3 separate regions of the Mus musculus genome follow, and regions 2 and 3 are each linked to region 1. The links are chromatin contacts, called in public HiChIP or PLAC-seq and promoter capture Hi-C maps. All regions are on one chromosome and are shown on one strand. The core of a region is the stretch at or near the end of the contact, and the rest is flanking DNA. Distances in the headings are between cores, read along the strand shown. Region 1 holds the start of Erap1 (endoplasmic reticulum aminopeptidase 1). Region 2 has its middle 15 kb from the start of Cast. Region 3 holds the start of E430024I08Rik (a long non-coding RNA gene).

Region 1 (4,807 bases), core at 1,033-3,532:
TGTTCTAGTATGTTTAGCTCTGGTATTACAATAAAGAATTGAAAGCAAAAAGCAGGAAGCCTAGGGATAAGTTTGCAAGGGAGTGGGACTACTCTGTATTTAGGATGAGCTAGAAGTTGGGGTAGGAGAGAGAACAGTTATTAAGAAAGACTACAAGAATGTCTAGAATGAATATCAAATAGGGATCAGTGTCTTTTATTGAACTAGAAAAGCCTAGAAGTACAATTGTTAAATATTAGAACTTGACAATAGCTCTGCTATATTACCTCAACCTTCATTTTGTAGCTCTTAACCTTAACTTGACCTATTATTGTTCCTTGCCCTGGTAAAACCAATTTGTTATTGTGCTGTGTCAGGAACCTCATGGACTTTAGAGATCCCCTAGGCTAGATAGCCTAAACGTTGCAAAGGTTGTAAATGCGCCTGTTTGTTTTTTCCCATATAAAAACTGCTTCTGGGGACTGTCTGAAGTCACAGTTCTGGATCCTGACTCCTCACTGAATCCTTTAGTAAAATCAGTCTTGGAGTGTTCGTTCAATAAACCAACCATACCTGAATGGAACTGGTGTCTCAGTGGTACCTGGAACACAATAACTTGAAAAGGAAGAAAGAATTGTGGGTTCATTTATTAACATGTAAAACTTTGATGTCTGAAAGAAGACTCCCAAATAAAATTTCTAGGAGGACTCTTAGCACAGATATAATAATGTCATACCACTCCAGGCTTTGTTTTAAGTTTAAGAACGTTGTAAAATACTTTCCTTTTTCATGTGATGAAACTGAAGTTATCCTCTGTTAAGTTAGGCTCTATCACCTAACTTAGCTCAAGCCAGAGAGTCTGCTGCCATTTTAGAAATCTTATTTAAGCTGTATGTGGAGATTCTGACTCCTCATGGTCCTCAGGGAAGTTAAAGGTAATTGTTTGGATGATTTCCCACTTGTATTAGGACTGAATGTAAAACAATCTCAGCAACACATAAGCTTTCAAACAGCCCCCAGGATAATCCAACTTCTGTTAACATGCACTGAAAATGGCTCGTCACTTCTAACAAAGTATTTCAATGCAGAATTAAAACTATGTAAATATACTAGAATTTTCCTCTTGGGGCCACCTTAAAAAGCTGCTGATTCAAGGTACATTTCCAAATCTGATCAGGAAAGGGGTGGAGGGGGCTGGTGAGATGGCTCAGTGGGTAAGAGCACCAGACTGCTCTTCTGAAGGTCCGGAGTTCAAATCCCAGCAACCACATGGTGGCTCACAACCATCCGTAACAAGATCTGATGCCCTCTTCTGGTGTGTCTGAAGACAGCTACAGTGTACTTACATATAATAAATAAATCTAAAAAAAAAAAAAAAAAAAAAAAAAAAAAAACCTATGGCAGGAAAGGGGTGGAGGTGGGAGCTTTGACAACTGTGGCCAATTTTAAAAAGGTTTTAAATTATTGACCATATATGGAGCTGACAGGAATTCTGGCTTTCTAAAGAAAACACAGTTTGTCTTTCCAAACCCGGGTTACCCAAAGAACCATCAATAAAAGTTTAAACAAAGTGTGTTCTCTTGGTCCTTCCCTTCCTCTTAGGAAATTAACCATTCTAGCAACATAACAGAAAAGGCACTCATTTTGCTCAAACAAGTTCAAATAAAGCTTTCTCTATAATGGCCTCATGTAGCCTTGGGGGGCGGGATCCAGATAGTGATCAGGAGCGGGAGGGGGAGGGAGAGGGGAGCGGGAGAGGGAGGGGGAGAGGGACCGAGTTGGGAGTGGGGCCCGGTTTGCAGGGAGTACAGGCGGAAGAGAGGGAGCCTTCCGGACACTCTGTGCCCTCCCCAGCGCTTCTTCGCTTTCTCTGGGAATACTCTCAAGGTGTTCTCCACAGGCCGCTCCCTAGGTCCGCCCAGTCCTCCCTGGTCGCCATTAGGCTTTAGTGGGATGGACCGCTGGCCAGTCTCCAGCAGCTAGGCGGCTCGTGGTCAGCTCCTGCCAGTGACTCACTCGAGCCAGCGAGTACGCCGGCCCGGCAGCCTCGGCTTTCTCCGGGCCGGGCCGGCCAGCAGCGCCCTGCCGGGGCTTCACGCTCCTCGGCGTGCTCAGACTCCTGCTCCCGATCCTCCGCGCCCGTCCTGCGCACTTGAGCCCGGGCCTCCACCGGGGTCGGTTAGCCAGAGCCCACCCTCAGCTGCCCACAGCCCTGTACCGTGCGGGCCCAGTCCTCCACCGGGCCAGGCCGAGACTCCTCACCTTCATCACAGCCGCCAGTCTGGCCGCCCGGGACCGAAAGTGAAAGTGAAGGTGGACCGGCAGGGCACGTGGGGCTGAGGGTGAAGTGAACCTGCTAAGGCGCTAAAAGAGAGCAAGCCTAAGGGATCTAGCCAGGGCTTCGGGAACTCAAAGTTAGGGACCCTGATAGGGAATGCATTCTCCAGGACTGGCAGAGCACCAGGCAGGGAGGCGCACCCATCAAAACGTGGACTTTTTTCTCCTCCACATCTCGTGGTGTATTTGTTTTGTTTGCTAACTTCACTAACGGAAGAAATGCAGCAATGTGCAAAGGTAGTGCTCAAAATGGCATTGGCCTGCCAACTTGGAAGGACACCTATTGGATGCAGATGTTTTCATCTGAGAGCCCTGCCCCACCCCCAAAAGATTCAACCTGGGAAGTCAAATTCTGAGTGCTCTGGGGATTTTCTGTTCAGTGTAGGTACCTTATATGCTGGGGGGGGGGGGGGGGAGATTAGAGGTGGCCCCCAGAACTTCCCTACCCCTAATAAGGAAAAGACACTACACTACAGAGGATTGCTATTTATTTATTTATTTTTGGTTTTTCAACACAGGATTTCTCTGTGCAGCCCTAGCTGTCTTGAAACAGCCCTAGCTGTAGATCAGTCTGACCTCGTACTTGCCGATCCGCCTGGAGAGCCGGGATCAAAGGCGTGTGCTACCGCTGCCAGGCAAGGTTAGATGGCTTAGTGGTTAAGAACCCGCTGCTCTTTCAGAGTTCATTTGTTCAATTCCCAAGAAACTATAGGGTGGCTCACGACCATCTAGAAAGGAATCTGATGCCCTCTTCTGGCAGGTAGGTGAACATGCAGCACTCCTACATTTAAATAAATAAATTTAAAGCCAGTTTTACACAGAAGTAATCAAACACACATTCTAGTTCCTGTCCAAATATTATCCTGGCTGTTCCCCAGTTTGCTTAGGCCTAGTTCTCAGTGTCCTGCCCTTTGAGAACTTGGCATCCAAGCCTCTGAGCATTATTTCTCAACACTGTTTTCAATGCTTGTTTTTGCAAAAACTATGTACCACCAGGGACATTTTTTTTTCTTACAAAGGAAAACATTTAATTGGGGGCTGGGTTACAGTTTCAGAGGTTTAGTCCATTATCAGCATGGTGAGAAGTATGGAATGGTGCAGGCAGACTTGTGCTGGAGGAACCAAGCGTTATATTTGATCCGAATGTAGCCAGAAGAATACTCAGATTCTACACTGTTCAGAGCTTGAGCATTGGTTAGCTCAAAGCCCAACTCCACAGTGATGGACTTCCTCTAACAAGGCCACACCTCTTCATAGTGCCACTCCCTATGGGCCAAGCATAGAAACACATCAGTCTATGAGGGCTAAACTTATTCAAACTAGCACATTTATGCACAACATAAACTAGGCCTGATTAAGGTGGATAATATAATATCCTTTCTCCCACCCCAAGAGATAAAGCATCATATATAGTCCAGCCTGGACTGAATTCATGGGCTACCTACTTCAGCCTTCAGAGTAGTTGGTACTGTGGTATATACCAACCACTACATCCTGAAATCTTTGTGTCCTTGTGGCCTACCAACAACTAAACTACTAAAATACATAGTGCATCTATGGAACAGTACTAAAAATAAAACCCAGCTCCCTGTAATTTTCAGTCACCTTTTAAGAAACTGAGCCAAGCAATCCTAAAAATCGCATTCTTAGCAGCTACTTGTGGCATATGTCTTTTGGGTAGCATATGCCTCTAATCTCAGCCTGGAGGGGAGGAAAACCACCATGAATTCTAGTCTCAAAACAAAACAAAATACTTGAGCAGCAATAAAGCTCTGAGCTTGAATAACATCAGCTGATGGTATGTGGTAGACAACAGGTCCTTACTAGTCCTTTAATGTGATTTGCTGCACATCCCTGTGATGATGGCTGGTAGGGGAGGGCCTAGAAGATCAGCCAAATTCCAAAAGGGGCTAAATCTTAAAGAAGATGCAAATGGGAACTACAGAAATAGCTCAGAGATTAAGAGTACTGACTGCGTCTCTAAAGGACTCCAGTTCAACTCTTAGCATCCACATGGCAGCTCACAGGGAGACTCAAAAAAAAAACTGTGGCCAGGAGGTGTTGGTGCACACCTTTAATCCCAGCACTTGGGAGGCAGAGGCAGGTAGATCTCTGAGTTTGAGACCAGCCTGGTCTGTAGAGCCAGCGAGTTCTAGGACTGCCAAGGCTACACACAGAGAATCCCTGCCTCAAAAGACCAAAAACAACAACAACAACAACTGATTTGACTGTGCGATGGTGGCTCATGCCTTTAATGCTAGCACACAACAAGCAGAGAAAAGCAAGTCTCCATGAGTCCCAAACCAGCCTGGTCTACATAGAGAGTGTTCCAGGATAGCCTAGGCTACATACTATTCAGCCCCACAATATTTCTAATTATTTACTTCTTTAATGTTTATGCAGCTGAGACTGAACCTGGAATCTTGTGTGTGCTAAGCCCACACTTTACTACTTCCTACATTGCAGCTGTCCATCATTTATATCAGTGCCT
Region 2 (4,807 bases), core at 1,621-4,120, 180 kb before region 1:
TTTTCCACTCTGTAGACCTTTGCATTAGGCTAATTTTTCATACACAAATTTTAATTCTTTCCATAGCAAACATCTTGATTCCAATTTTTAAAAATCTAGATGAATTTCTTGGACAAATCAGTAACCTACAGATTGGGGAAAAAAATCTTCACTAACTCCACATCCAATAGAGGGCTAATATTCAAAATGTATAAAGAACTCAAAAGGCTAACCACCAAAAAACCCAAACAACCCAATCAGTAAATGAAAAGAATGGATACAGGAAAATGTGGTTTATTTACACAATGGAATACTACTCAGTTATTTAGAATGATGACTTCATGCATTTTGGAGGCAAATGAACTAGAAAATATCATCCTTAGTGAGGTCACTCAGCCCCAAAAGGACATGCATGTTATGTACTCAGTAATAAGTGGATATTAGCCAAAAAAGTGCAGAATACCCAGGATACAATCCACAGAACTCAAGGTTAACAAGCCCAAGGATACAAGTGAGGATGCCTCAATCCCACTTGGGAGGAAGAAGAAAACAATCACAGGAGGGGAGACAGAACAAGAGTCCTGGGTGGTAAAGAGGACAGGGGAGGAAGAGGGGGAACATGAGAAGGTATTGTAGGGGCCAGCAGAAAAAATGGAAACAGGCAACCTTGAGAGGTAGGAGATGAGGGAACCCTCTAGAATATACCAGATACCTGGGAGGTAAGAGACTCTCAGAACTCAAAAAGAAGGACCTTAGATGAAACGCCCTATAGTGGAGAGAGAAAACTTGTAGAGTCCACCTCCAGCAGAAAGATAGGGCATCAAGTGAAGGATGGAGTTGCCATCTCACAGTCAAACACTCTAACCCAGAATTGTTCTTGTCTAGAAGAACAGCAGGGACAAAAATGGAAAGGTCCCTAAGGAAAAGGAGGTCCAATGACAGACCCAAAGTGAGATCTAACTCTAGGGGAGGCCCCAAGGCCTGACATTATTACTGAGACTATGGAATGCAGAAAGGATCCTATCATGAAAGACCCTACAAGCAGTTGAATGAGTCAGATGCAGACACTTACAACCAACCAATGAACTGAAGTTGGAGACACCCTGTGGCTGAATTAGGGAAAAGCTGGAAGAAGTTGAGGAGGGCAACCCCATAGGAAGACCAGCAGTCTCAACTACCCCAGACCCCTGAGATCTCCCAGCAGGAGCCACCAACCAGGCAGCATGCACCAGCTGATATGAGGTCCCTGACACATATACAGCAGAGGACTGCCTGGCAAGGCCTCTGTGAGAGAAGAAACGCCTAACTTTTAAGAGACTTGAGGCCCCAGGAAGTGGAGAGGCCTGGTGGGGTAACGGAGTAGGGACATTGTTTTGGAGAGAAGAGAGTAGGAATGTGATGAGGAACAGCAAAAGGGCAGAACAGGAGGGAGATAATGACTGAACTGTCAAAAAAGATTTAATAATAATATGAAGAAGAAGAAGAAGAAGAAGAAGAAGAAGAAGGAGGAGGAGGAGGAGGAGGAGGAGGAGGGGGAGGAGGGGGAGGGGGAGGGGAAGGAGGAGGAGAAGGAAGGAGGAGGAGAAGGAAGGAGGAGGAGCAGGAGGAAGAAGGAAGAAAGAAGGAAGAAGGAAGAAGGAAGAAGAAGAAAAGAAGAAAGAGGAGGAGGAGGAAAGAAAGAAAGAAAGAAAGAAAGAAAGAAAGAAAGAAAGAAAGAAAGAAAGAAAGAAAGAAAGAAAGAAAGAAAGAAAGAAAGAAAGGAGGAAGGAAGGAAGGAAGGAAGGAAGGAAGGAAGGAAGGAAGGAAGGAAGGAAAGAAAGAAAGAAAGAAATGTTGGGAGCCGCCCCCACATTCGCCGTCACAACGCGTTTAAGAAAGAAAGAAAGAAAGAAAGAAAGAAAGAAAGAAAGAAAGAAAGAAAGGAAGGAAGGAAGGAAGGAAGAAAGGAAGGAAGGAAGGAAGGAAGAAAGAAAATTAGATGAATTTCTTTGGTCAAAGTGATTCATAGAAATTAACTCATACAAATCATTTTATGACAGAAATAAAATTAATAGTTTCTTTTTTTTCTAATATCTATATCCAGTTCATTACCTCCTACTGAAAACAAAGTTGTCATCTTGGGGCTAGAAAGGTATCTCAATGATTAAAGGCAATTGTTACTCTCTGAGAGGAAGGACCTGGGTTCAATGTCTAGCACCCACATGGTGTTTCACAACCATCCATGACTCCAGCTTCATGTCATATAATGTCTTGTTCTGACCTCCTTGGGTACCAGGTATGCATGTAGTGCACAGACATAGATGCTGGCAACACACTCACACATATAAAATAAATAAATAATCTAAATCTAAGTCTCTCTCTATTTTCATAATTAATTATAGGAAAATTTATATTATACATATTTGTATATGTGCATACATATATAATCTGAATTTTTATATGTCTATTGCCAACAAAAATTCAATTTTATATATATGGGTGTATATATATATGTGTGTATGTGTGTGTATGCATATATATGTATATATGTATATATATTTATATGTGTCTGGCCTTCATTTCTTCTTTCAAAGACTTCTTCCTTTCCTCTCCCTTCCACTTCCCTTCCTTTTCCTCCTCATCTTCTCCCCTTCTTCCTGTCCCTCCTTCCCTCCTCTTCCCTCCCCCCCCCCCCGCCCCCTGCTTTTTTTTTTTCCTTACAGATTTCCCTCATGCATCTTAGACTGACTTCAAACTCCATCTTCCCGGTCTCCCAAGGGCTGGAATTGCATGCACACACCAACACAAGCCTGTTTGGAGAATATCCAGAAGGCCTTCAGAGTGGGTGATATGCTCAACAAACCACATTCCTCCATTGTAAAGAGAGAGAGAAAAAAATCCCGTGGTTGATCATCAGTGTGACTCACCACAGACTTCCAACACCACACCCAAACACAGCACTGTAGAAGATCTGGTTAGACCTGACTCAGAAAATAAAATCATCATGAGTAAAACTGTGTTTCAGTGTCTGCCAAATGGCACTTCTCTCTCGTGTTTATAGTAGTCTGTATTCTTCTTGCAAATCATTTCATATTACATGTATAAGTTTTTACTTATTTTATTTAAAATTATTAAAAAATATTGTTGTTTGGGATACTGGGTTAGAACCTTGTACATGCTAGGCAAGTGTGCAATCATTGACTTTTATCCTGTGTCCTTGGGTTTGCTTTTTTTTCTTCTTTTCCTTTCTGTGTCAGGTTCAGATTACTACATGAAGACAATTACATGAAGACAACGTGCTGAAGAGAGGCTTTCTAATGGCCTACATGTCACAGTTCTTTTTATTAAGAAAAAAGTGTCACTTTAGACAAAGACAGTTTGGTCACATGAATAATCTTGATTTTTTTAAGTCAATTTAATAATAATAAAAATGTATTTTATAAATGTGTAAGTATAAAAGTGAACAAATTCAAAACAAACGTATTATATCCATTAATTTCTAGAGATGACAATGGGCCTGCACAGACACCATTTTGAATTTCTGCTTAATTTCACTCAGATCCTTCCTTATTAATTTATATTTATTTATTTATTTATTTATTTATTTATTTATTTTGGAGTGGACAATCAGCTGTCCACCATCCTATTCCTTCCCCAACTTACATTTGCTTTGAACTCACCCAAACAGGTCTACTTTCTACAATGGGTAGTGAAAACTAGATAAAGAAAAACATCTCCAGGTGGCAGGAACTGTGGCAGGAAGCCAGACCTGGGCTTCATTATAGGAACTGAAGACCAGGAACCCAGCCTCTACAACAAGAACCATCAGGCCTCCAAGGAAAGGGAAGGGAGTGGGAATGGAGCACTTAAGCATTCTCACAGCCCTCTGCTGTGCCACACTGCTTTATGGAAGGCCAGTTGCACTCAGAAGCCATTGATTGTGAGAAGCGTTTTATAGCTCTGAAATAATCTTCCTGGTTTTCGTTTGAGCTAGTTACTTAAGAACTAAAAGCGCCAACACATTCAGAGAATAACCAAAATACATATAAAGTATGCAAATCAGTTCTTGATAGATTGTTCTAACTTTTCTCTTACATTGTCCTCATGAAGAAAAAAGATTCTATCCTGCAGCAAATCCTTATAATTTGTTCAAATAAGTACACCATAAAGTTTCATAAAACAAATCTAATCTTCATTACTTATTGTCAAGTAAAAGCATACTAATGTAAAATATGCCCTACAAATGTGCAAATATAAATGGGAAAATTCTAAAAAGACCATAAAAATAAGGATTATGAAAAATGCCTTTTAATACACAGTGATAGTTTCTGACTCAGCTTTATTTCAGTCTGGAACATACAACAGGAAGTCTACCTGTGTCTCTGGTAAAGTATTCAATATGGTTTTCTTTTCTTTCCTTTTAAAAGAAATTGACTCAACGTTGAAAATATTGGCTTACAGAAATAAATTACTCAAAATGATGATGATGGCAGGCCATGCTTAAGTTTTATATTCTATATGTCTGTTTTCCTTCCATCGTTATCTGTCACCCTCTCTATTTCTCTCTTTATTTACTTGTTTCTTTGTTTGTTTCTATGTTGTTTTAGTTATATTGATCTATACATAGATCAAGCTGACCTTGAATTCACAGAGGTTTGATTCCTAAGTACTGGGATTAAAATTGCCAATAGTGACCCATTAAATTTTACAATATACTGGTTGTACCCTGGCTTTAAAAGCATTGGGTCAACGATGTTATTAACTACCTACCACAAAGACAGCTAAGGAAAAGCGAGGGCATTTCAAATTATCACAAGCAATATCCAAGCTCTAATCTAGACCACTCTGG
Region 3 (4,807 bases), core at 1,245-3,744, 180 kb after region 1:
GAGATAGTATTCTGTATTTGGTATATAGCTTTTAGACTTGGCCTCAGTATTTAAGAAGATTGCTCAGTTTTCCTCAGCTGTATATAGGCCCTGCTGTGCTGAAGTAACCCACATTCTTGTATGTTGTATGAGATATTGAGATACATCCATTTATGGCAAAGGAAATCTGGAGTGAGAACTCATTATCTAAATAACATTTGACATGATCAAACATAACTTTGGAGGACTGCTGTCCCTTCAGTTGCTAAATAGACACACTGCACTTTAAAGGGGATCATATTTCATATTCAGCAAAATCAATTTCAGTTCATGTTCCGGTAGGCCTGTTGAAAAGCCATGCCTAAGTTATCACTTGGGCTTCTAAATAACTTTTGTTTCTTCAAGCTTTGCTTTGTACTATTTTCCCTCTTAGTGAATATTTCTCAATACCCTTGGGTAGACTGAGTGTGACTTCCCTTGGAAGCTCTGAGGGAATCATCCCCATATTTTGACTCTCCTCAATATAGCCTGGACACAGGATAGAATTAAACTTAGATTACAGGCAGTTTGTCATAAATGTTCATCTGAAGACAGAGACTTTTATTCCATAATATTTACCATAAGTGTCATACTCTAAGTGCCTTAAATGCCTCACTTATTCCTTCAGAACTTCCAAAGGCTTTGTAGGAGTTTTTTTAATTCTCATTTTTGGAAATTTCCATCCTAATCTATATATGAATCCTTCTTTATTAAAACTATTTCTTTCTTTCGATCATTCTAACATTTTATATTTGTTAATATCATAAGATACAATAAGTTTAACAAATAAATTCACATTCTACTATGACAACATTTATTCAGGGGTGGGGAACAAGGTATGTTTATCCCCTCTTTCTAAGTTCTCAATGGCACCACATCTCAAAATTATCATAGTTCAATGAAAGATGTCAGTGAGTTCACTGGGTTTACATACACAAAATTGACAAGGTGTTTCTTATGCGACTATGGATATTCTAAATCAGTCACATTAAAAAGGCCTTCCTCGGGCTGGAGCAATAGCGCAGTTGTTAAGAGCATGCACTGCTCTTCCAGAGGACCTCAGTTCAATTCCCAGTAAGCACATGGTGGCTTGCAACCATCTATAATGGAATCCAACGCCTTCTTCTGGTGTATCTGAGGACAGCTACAGTGTATATTCATGGACATTAAAAAAAAATCTTAAAAAAATGCCTTACTAGCACTTAGTAACTTATACTTGTCTGTTGGGATCTGTGAATATCAAAGTCATTGTATCCTTTGTTAGTATGCCACTTTTGGAGGTATGTGGATGGGAAAACTTTTAGGTTCTTTTGAGGAGCCATTAAATCTGTAAGGTAGAAGTTACTAGAATCAGAACAAAACAAAACATTAAGATGCAAAACGAATACTTTGTAAGTCTGATATTTCTTCTTTGTGTAATAGGGATACTATTGACTCGGTGGGACCATCAAGAATAATGGTGCCTACCATTTGATCTTGAACCATGTGGTTATATTACCTAAAGACCTGGTAAAATTAAATGGTCTATGCTTTATATCATTATCAAAAAAAGACACCAAGCCCCATGATTGCTTACATTTTAAGAGGATTCCCTAGGTGAAATTTAAAACAACAACTGAAGAAATAGTGGTTTTCTGTTGTATGAGAACTGGGCCCCTGAGTAAAGTAAACCTATTTCCCATCAGGGAATTCCGGGTTCTTGCATAGCCCCCTTATGACTTTCTTTGGGGCAGGAAGGAAGATGCTGATAGTATGAAAAAGAGGACTGGGAAGGCAGATGAGAGAAGAGACAGGAGCTGATTTCACATAGCACAGCAAAATCTTTGTGCTAACCCTGAGCCTAACCCTAAACCTGTAACCCTAACCACACTAACCCTAATCTAAACACTCTTTATCTTAATCCTAACCCTCTAATCCCCTAACTCTAACCCTGCATCCTGTAAGGGAGTTTTCTTAATTATTCCTTTTGAAGTGAGAAACCCTTGCTATATCTTGGTCTTTTGAGAGTTTAAGATCCACCTTTAATCCAGGCTACACATTCTTTCTGAAACCTACATACATAAAGGACCTTAAACAGGGAAGTTCTTTCAAATTGTCTACTTCTTTCCCTACATTTTTTAGCAAGGTGTTTTGTTTGTTCATTCATTCATTTTGTTTTGTTTTTAAACTGGCATTAGTAAGTACGTATTTCTTCAGAATTCTGGTAAGTTCTCAAGATCCGCTGAGATATCAAGCAATGTGAACTCAACAAGTCCTTGATTTTTCTTCTTTCCCTTGGCAATGAATGTGCTAAGCCATTATTGGACTAGGAGGACCACTGTCTGTGAGACATTCTATTAATCCCCTTTCTACATACATAAAGAAATTCGTCCTATGAGATGAGGTACGATTATCTGTACTAATACAACTGTGGTTTGTCTCCACCCTGCCACTGAGGAAGATGCGCTGGCTAACAACAGTGCTCTACACTGTTTGTCATCTCTTTCCTGGTTTTCTCCCAAGGTTGTTTCATACCTCTTTGGTGAAAAGGACCTGCATTTCCCCTGGTCCAGCATCAAGCTACAAAACAAAACTCTTGTATCCTAAAATCCTCTTTAGTGTTATTATCCTGGGCATCCTTCCACTGGTGAGCCAGATTGATAACTCCACTCCCAGTTTAGTAAAAGGCTAGCGACCTTGATTTCAGGAAGAAGGGGAAGTGCTGTGAGGAAAGCTCAAGCAAGCCAGGAAGTAGGTCATGGTGAGTGCAGGACCACTGCTACAACGGGAAGGAGCAGGCGGCTGAACAGCCTGAGCTGAAATGCTGTCTCCACTCCCACCGCTCGGAGGATAGACACAAATGCTAATGGAGAGCAAGTCAGACCAGAGATCTGGAAAAGGTCTGACCCAAGACTGGAAGCTCTATTTAACCTTGAGGAGGGGTAAGACTCATTGGGCAATCTAGGGCCCCAGGCGGATCTGCCAGTCAGACAATGAGGAGGGTTCTTCCGGGTGGCTTGCTGCACGTTCGTTTTGGAATGCAGGAGTGAATAGTCCTTTCCGTCCTGCTTTGAGTAATGCTGTTGGGTGCCATTGGGGACCTTAAGCGAGCTCCGAAGTTGAGACATGGTGAGTGCGAGATCACTGCCCACAAAGGGGAGGAGCAGGCGGATGAACAGCCGGAGCTGCAATGGTGGATCCTCCTCAAAGTCGGCCTGGGACCACAGATAGAGGAGGCTCTAGGAGGATAGGCACAAATGCCACCCGAATGCAAACCACTCCCGAGATCTGTAAAAGGACTGGACCGGGACAGGAAGCACACTTTAATCTAGAGGCGGGGTAAGACTCGCTGGCCAATCAAGGATTCCAGGGCGAACTGCCAGTCAGACAATGAGGCGGGGTCTTCCGGATGCCTTGCTGGAAGTTTGTTTTTGCTCTACAGGATTGAACCGTCTCTGTGTCTTGCTTTGAGCGCTGCTGTTGGGTGCTGTGAGTGGACCTCAAGTAAGCTCCGTTTTTGAAACATGGTAAGCGCATGGTTACTGTCTATAATGGGTAGGGGCAGGTGGCTGAGCAGTGGGAGCTGAGGTGGTGTGTCCTCTCTGGGGCTGTATGGGAAGCCTCAGCCAGATGTAACCAGATGTGGCCAATTGTGCGGTCCTTTGTGATGCTCCTCACTTGCTAAAACAGGCGGTGAACTCTGAATAACATCAGTATCAGGGCTGAATCAGCTCAAAACATTAGGATTAGGGGCTTGCTTGTAGAAATTTCACGGGCAGGATGCCAAACTTGGAGAGCCCTAGTTTCTCTTGAATCTTCTATAAGTTTTGCCCCCAGCATTTACCTATTAAGTATAAGATCCATTTGTAGTTAATTTTGTGGAGCTGTTAAAAGGCATCTCATGTGTTGGGTAGCACTCCCATACTAAGCTGAGATGTAGAAGAGTAGAATTGATGATTTAAATGGTTTACCAAGCTTAAGAAATAGTGACAGTAAGTAGCATTTAGCTGATGGAGGACTGTGTCAAAAACACCCCACAGGTTAGTATGCTAAGCAGGCCGGTTAGAGACTAGGATGCTAGGATTCACATGTTTGCTCCCCAGGTTTGTCTACACAGCTGGCTCCAAACTATAACAAAGGAGAGACAACTGTGATGTACAACCAGCCACTTGGCACATGCTCAAAGCAAAAAGCAGGTCTGTAACAAGCTGCTCAATCCATCATTACAGAGTCACAACCAACATTAATGCCTGGTGTGCCTAAAGCTCCCGTTTTCTAATTGAGAAAAGCATAGTTCTGCCACATGGAAAAATTACACTGGTTGACATCCATTTGAGAAGGAAAAACACCTATGTGCTTGCAGACAGGAGCTGAGCATGGCTGTCCTCTGAGAGGCTCTACCAGTAACTGAGACAGATGCAGATACTTACAGCCAACCAATGGACTCCAGTCAGGGACCCTATGGAAGAGTTAGGGGAAGGATTGAAGGAGCTGTATGGTATACCAGTCCCTTAAGAAGACCAATAGTATCATGTAACCTAGACCCCTGGGAGCTCACAGAGACGAAGCCATCAACCAAAGAGAATACATGGGCTGGTCCATGGTCCCAGGAACATATGTAGCAGAGGACTGCATTGTCTGTACCGAATAGGAGACTATACACCTAATCTTGTAGACTTGATTCCCCCGGGAAGAAGAATGAGGAAGGTGAGGAGTGGGTGAGAGGAGTGGAGATGGGGTGATGGGGCAAGGTCTCAAAGGCAAAGGGAAGGGGGAGGAGGGTAAAGAACCTTGGGAGGGAACCAGATCA

Evidence for each region. HiChIP or PLAC-seq counts read pairs in DNA pulled down with a chosen protein or histone mark. Capture Hi-C pulls out chosen DNA fragments and counts their contacts.
Region 2: a contact with region 1 is called in an H3K27ac HiChIP or PLAC-seq map of the NIH/3T3 cell line, with 5 times the contacts expected there. The contact joins the enhancer-like site here to the promoter of Erap1 in region 1. A contact is called at or near these places in 6 of 39 promoter capture datasets (the 3T3-L1 cell line, 3T3-L1-derived adipocytes, the C10 cell line and 3 more), 12 of 115 datasets of contacts at active chromatin or transcription factors (the 230-238 cell line, the NIH/3T3 cell line, acute myeloid leukemia and 5 more) and 2 of 9 other capture datasets (adipose tissue and pancreatic islet).
Region 3: a promoter capture Hi-C map of adipose tissue shows a contact between it and region 1. The contact joins the promoter of E430024I08Rik here to the promoter of Erap1 in region 1. A contact is called at or near these places in 2 of 115 datasets of contacts at active chromatin or transcription factors (bone marrow-derived macrophages and effector CD8 T cells) and 2 of 9 other capture datasets (adipose tissue and macrophages).

Annotation. Positions count from the first base shown.
Region 1 is chr13:74,637,328-74,642,134 of GRCm38.p6, reverse strand. It overlaps Erap1 (endoplasmic reticulum aminopeptidase 1), which reads right to left and starts at 2,282. Exons shown (of 19, transcript NM_030711.5): 1 at 2,242-2,282.
Region 2 is chr13:74,820,359-74,825,165 of GRCm38.p6, reverse strand. No RefSeq gene overlaps it. Among named protein-coding and RNA genes, the nearest start is that of Cast, 15 kb to the right of the region's middle. Within about 2 kb of position 2,870, at least 46 of the 459 cell types and tissues checked have an H3K27ac peak or open chromatin away from gene starts, as enhancers often do. A contact at or near this core is called in the NIH/3T3 cell line and bone marrow-derived macrophages, where this site is marked.
Region 3 is chr13:74,461,299-74,466,105 of GRCm38.p6, reverse strand. E430024I08Rik (a long non-coding RNA gene) reads left to right here and starts at 2,494. Exons shown (of 8, transcript XR_003950546.1): 1 at 2,494-2,897; 2 at 3,440-3,524.